Regions from separate parts of the Rattus norvegicus genome. Here region 1 is linked to region 2. The links are chromatin contacts, called in public Hi-C maps. All regions are on one chromosome and are shown on one strand. The core of a region is the stretch at or near the end of the contact, and the rest is flanking DNA. Distances in the headings are between cores, read along the strand shown. Region 1 overlaps Zfhx3 (zinc finger homeobox 3). Region 2 holds the start of Zfhx3l (zinc finger homeobox 3 like).

Evidence for each region. A called contact is a pair of places that touch in the nucleus more often than the background predicts.
Region 1: a Hi-C map of Schwann cells shows a contact between it and region 2, with 5 times the contacts expected there. The contact joins the enhancer-like site here to the promoter of Zfhx3l in region 2. A contact is called at or near these places in 6 of 12 Hi-C or Micro-C datasets (the A7r5 cell line, Schwann cells, frontal cortex and 3 more).

The regions. Positions count from the first base shown.
Region 1 is chr19:53,735,361-53,738,060 of GRCr8, reverse strand. All of the region lies in intron 4 of Zfhx3 (zinc finger homeobox 3), which reads right to left. Among named protein-coding and RNA genes, the nearest start is that of Zfhx3, 190 kb to the right of the region's middle. Within about 2 kb of position 1,415, at least 2 of the 93 cell types and tissues checked have an H3K27ac peak or open chromatin away from gene starts, as enhancers often do. A contact at or near this core is called in Schwann cells, where this site is marked.
Region 2 is chr19:53,540,335-53,543,034 of GRCr8, reverse strand. Zfhx3l (zinc finger homeobox 3 like) reads left to right here and starts at 1,304. Exons shown (of 3, transcript XR_010060214.1): 1 at 1,304-1,470. It also overlaps a transcript of Zfhx3 not described here.

The sequences.
Region 1 (2,700 bases), core at 166-2,665, 190 kb before region 2:
TGGTGGGACCACTTGCCACACTGACTGAGGACTGGGGCTTGGTCCCTAGACCTGCACAGTGCCTAACAGCTGCCCGTGACTTCAGTTGTGGGGATCCAATGCCCTCTTCTGGCCTCCATGGGTGCTGAATGCACATGGTATACATACATGTGCATGTGCGCGCACACGTGTATATACACACACACACACACACTCTCTCTTTCTCTCTCTCTCTCTCTCACTCACTCACTCATAAAATAAATACAACCTTTTCAATTAGGTAAACGATATAGCAAAGAAAGCATAACAATTTCTCTCCCAAGGGGGCTAATCTATGGATTGACAATAGCTACTAAAGGACTTTGGGGACAAGTCAGAAACAGGAACTGCCCTTCAGGAAAGAGGGGGAAGGTGGAAGAGATGGCAGAGAAGAAGAGAAAAGCTGCTGAGCTGAAGAGGTATCTGTGTAAAATGTAGGTAGCCACAGTGGGAGTGTGTGTGTGTGTGTGTGTGTGTGTGTGTGTGTGTGTGTGTGTGTGAGAAAACCAGAGATTTCTTTCCCGTTTTGAAAATTCAAAAAGAGTGAATAAGCAGGGTAGTCCAAAGGAGAGAACATGTGTTACAAGATGTTGTGGAGGAAAAGGGCAGTTTGCAGAAACCAGGTCACCCGAGGGCTCTGCATGTATGCGTGTGGAGGAATTCTGTTTAGAGGGAGTGATCATGAGAGTCTTGGTTTTATAGGCTTAGAGATGGACGGAGCCATCGAGGGAGCCCACAGGAGGATGAGGGCCATAAATGGGAGGAGGGGAAAGTGCTCAAGTCAAGCAGGGGTCAGGTGACTAAGGAAGGAGGCTGGCACCTTGCTCCCTCCCTCATGGAGAGACCCCTATGGAGATAAGAGAGTCTCCAGCTGGTGATTAGGCAATATCTAATCCTTCTTGGTGTTTTCAAACAGAAGACAAGCAAGAATAAGAACCAAGCTCACCAGAAACAAAACCAAAAGCCTGCACTCAAACATAGGACTGGTCCCTAAGAGCCCGGATATTCGAGTTGCTAGGCAAATGGTATACTGCTCACTCTCTGCCCATATCCCAGATGTCATTTAAGCCAGAAACTTACCAGGCTTGAAGCCAGGACAAAGGACAATGCTTCCCCACCCCCTCCCCTTTTTGTATCTCTGTGATCTTTTCGGGAAGGATGGATCCCAGAAGCATTCTAGATCAGGGGTAAGTCCAAGGCTTCGGGTGACAGGGTTGCTGTCACGGGCCCAAGTCCCAGCCGCAGAGAGCTCAGCAAAGTCAAGTAATTGTTTTCCCCCTTCCGCTAATAAGCTTTTCAGTGGGGGAAGAATTCAGCTTCCTGTAGTCAACAGACCCTTTTTTCCCTGCCTCTCCTCAGTCCAAGTAATCTAAAGTGACTGCAATTTCAGCCCTGCCTCTCCAGCATTCAGCTCCACCAGCTGGGGTCAGAGGGTGTCAAGTGAGGGTTCTCCTTTTCTCTTCTGCTCTGCCCGCACGCCGCCCGTGCTTCTTTGTAACTGAGGCAACCTTCCTCCCTGGCCCAGCCATTATGTGGGCAGCACACAGGCTATGCGTTTCAGGAAATGTCTCTTAGGGCCCAGACGGCACTGGAGGGGAATCTCTTCGCTGTAAACCAGACAACTGTTTCGGAATGCCCAACCCCGGATACCGGCTGGGGACCTACATGGCCGATTTTAGGAAATCAGTGGTAGCGAATGAATTAAAGAGGGTGGCTGCCTTGTAAGACTTTTGGTTCGGCTTCCTGAAAATGATTCTTGTTCCTAGATTCTCTTGTGTGTCTGTCTTTGTGGATCATGGTGGGGCGGGAGGGTACCTCTGCCCGTGTACATGTGGAAGCCAAAGTCATCATCTAGTGTCTTCTTCAATAGCTTTTCTGCCTCATTTTTCTGAAGTCAGAGCTCACCTTCAGCTCCAGAGATCTTCCTGCTCCTGCCTCTGCCTCCCAGCACCAGGAAGAGGGTACATGCCTCAGCGCCTTGCTGACACCCGCTTTTTACATGCGTGCTGGGGACCTGGCCTCATGTTTGCATAGCAAGCACTTGACCCACTGAGCCATCTCTCTAGCCTTCTGTTCCTAAATTCCTTGTCTTAAGATCCTGCTAAGTATTTCCAGGCCTAGTTCTTTGTTGAGTCGGGACTGGAAAAGCTCCCCGACTCACGCCTTGCCTCATTTCAAAAACACAGCTTCCATTGAGCACAGCAGCAATGGCGCTTCCCTTGGTGGCTTCAGAGAAGGAGGAAGACCTAAGGGGCACGGAACTGAGGGTGAGCAGCTGTACGGAGAGAGGGAACGAACGACAGAGCACACAGGTGTGGGGAACCGAGAGGAAGGCCTGCCCTGCAGGTGCACGGAAAGACGGCAGTGTGCAAACCACATGTGTGACATCCTCCTGGAAACAGAGCATCAAGTGGGAGACACAGGCAGGACTGCAGACCCCCCACCCCCACCCCCGCATCCTTCTTCCGACCACCATACCCAATGGCTCTGCAGGCTGGAAGGGGCGGGGGTGGGGGAGAGGCTTTATCTTTGTACAAGCACAAACAGCTGCATCCCCGCCCCAACGCTGTGCAGTCCCATGCAGCGTGCCCTTACTCCTGGCTGCAGACAGGCCTGTGATGGGAATTTATTTCCCTCAATTACGAGCTCTTGCCCCCAGTCTCAGTTCATCAGCGTGGTGCA
Region 2 (2,700 bases), core at 55-2,554:
GCTTGTACTAGTTTAAAAAAAAAAAAACCGAACAGAACATCACGAGAAGGGGAAGGGCTGAAAATTCAATAAACCACCAGTGAAGGACTGGGGCAGCTCCCACTTCCCACCAACTCAGGGTGCTTACATATTAGGGTTCGACACTAAACTCCTCACGTGTAAATAAACAAACAACAACCTTCTCCCCTCTCCCCGGTAAAATCAAGGGGCTATAGCAGGAGCCACTTCGGACCGAGTGGGCTTCCCCTATATTGTTCTGAAAGCGGAACAGTACATTCTGGTTACTCTGCCTCCAAATCCATTGGAAGGAACCAACCAAGCACTGGGGCACCCACACTGCAGGTACTGTAGACATTTACAGTCAATGTAGGCACAAGACCGCAGCACATCGTCCTATTGATTACTCAGATTGATCCGTCTCTCCTCAACCATTTCCCAAGTTTCTTCCCCAGGACCTCCGAAAAAGTTGGCCAGCAACTAGCCACACAGCCAAAGTAGGTAGAAAAATAAATATATATATAGACATATATTTAAAGCCATAATAAATCCTCAATGCCCCCCCCCAAGGGCTTGAGCTTTTCTTAAAATTCCAAAGTGAATTCATGTTCTGTACTTTGCATTAGAGCCAACCGATCACCCTGTCATATTCTTCAAAGGTATTTAACAAGCCCCCCTTTTAAAAGTCACCAAACAGAAGGCCAGAAAAGGGCAATCAGTTCCCTTCATTCATATAGTCCTTAGATCAAGTTTCAATCATTGAAACCAATAAAAATTGTCATATTTCCCCTACTTCAAAGTGACGAGAAGGGGGAAAAGTTAAGAGAGGGTGATTTTTGAAGCACTCATAGTCAAAGAATCTGCCACAGTCGAAGGAATTTCACAAAGTCAAGTTCTGAGCAACAGATTCATTCACAGAGTATAAATATATATACATATATTGTTTTAATAGCTCAATACACAATTCAAGTGCACAGCGTAGAACACTCTTAGACCTAACCTCCAACTGACATGCAAAAGATTCTATACATTAAAATGTATATCGTAAAATTAAGAACGTGGGTCTTTTTTGCATCTACTGGAGTAGGGCGAGGAGTGAGAGGAGCGGGGAACCGAACGTAAACAATCCCAGTTTCGCATGAGAGAGAGAAGTGAGGAGAGAGAGAGAGAGAGAGAGAGAGAGAGAGAGAGAGAGAGAGAGAGAGAGAGAGGGAGGAGAGAGAGAGAGGAGAGGGGGAGAGAGAGAGAGAGAGAGAGAGAGAGAGAGAGAGAGAGAGAGAGAGAGGAGGGAGGAGGAAAAAAAAAGTCCTCTGATCCGATGTCTGCCTCTCAGCTGGCCGAGAAGGCCAGCAGGGCTGGCTCCGGCCCTGGCCGGCAGCGCGGCCCCGACCCCCGGGAGCCCCTAGTGTCCAGGGCGCAGCCCCCATTGCGCGTTCCTGGCGCTGCTCACTGGGCCAGGCAGAGAGCGCCCAGGTAGAGCGCGCGCGGCGCGGCCGCCTCGCCCCCTCCAGGACCCCAGGTTGCCACCGAGCTCCGCGGCCCCCGGAGCGGCCCCGCGCGGAAGGCAGGCGCCCGGCCGGCGGGGCTGCTCCGGGCCCGGCGCGCGCTCCGCCCAGAGCCCCGGCACCGCTCAGGGTGGGGCGCAGTTGTGGGGGGGGCACGCTGTACCGGGACCCCCACCCCCGCCAGCCACTGCCTTTGTCTGGCCGCGGGGACCCGGGGCCGCGAGCCTCCTCCTCCTCTTCTTCCTCCTCCTCCTCCTCCCGGGCCCCGCACCCCGGCCGGCCCTGCCCTGCCCTGCCCGGCGGCGCCTCCAAAGTCCCCGCGCGGGGCCTCGCCCCGGGCGCCTCCACCCTCCCGGGGGTCGCCGGCGGCTGCGCGGGGGCCGCGGAGGAGGGGGCGGCCCAGGTTTGGCGGCAGCGGCGGGAGGAGGAGGAGGAGGAGGAAGAAAAGAGAAAGAGAAAGTTTGGCGCAGGGGGCAGGCGAGCGGGACGCGGCGAGCGAGCAGGGCGCGGGCGCGGGGAGCGCGGGCGGCGGCGGCGGCGACCGGGCGCGGGAGCCGGGAGGGGGCAGGACGAGCCCCATGCAAAGCAGCCCGGGCGCCCCGAGGAGCCCCGCGTCCGGGCGGCGGCGGGAGGAGGAGGAGCAGGCGGCGGCGGCGGGAAGAGGAGAAAAAAAAAAAAAAAAAGAGGGAAAAGTTGCCACTTACGCGGTTGCTCCTCCGGCGGCGGCGGCTGCAGCGGCGCTGCTGGCGTCGGCGGCGGTGGCGGGAGCTGGCGGCGCTTTTAATCCCGAAAAGAGGCGCTCGGGCCGCGGAGCCCATCAAGGCAGCAGCGGCGGCTGGCGGGGGGCGGCGGCGGAGGACGCGCTGCTGGCGGCGGCGGCGGCGGCGGAGGAGCTGGAGCGCGCTCGGCGGAGCCCGGGGCGGGAGGCGGCCGCAGCCGGGGAGCCGGAGCCGCCGCCGCCGCTGCCGCCGAGCAGCATGGTTGGCGGGGAGTTTACAGCCCCCGGAGCGGGCAGGGGCCACGGAGGAGAAGCGGCGGCGGCGGCGGCAGCGGCTCTAGGCTGTAATTGGGATGCAAAGCAGGCGGCGGCGGCGGCGGCGGCTGCGGCCGGGAGGAGGAGGAGGAGGCGGCGGCGGCGGCGGCGGCGGCTGCAGCGGTCGGAGGGGACGCGCTGGAAGTGGGAGCTGATGAGTGAAAA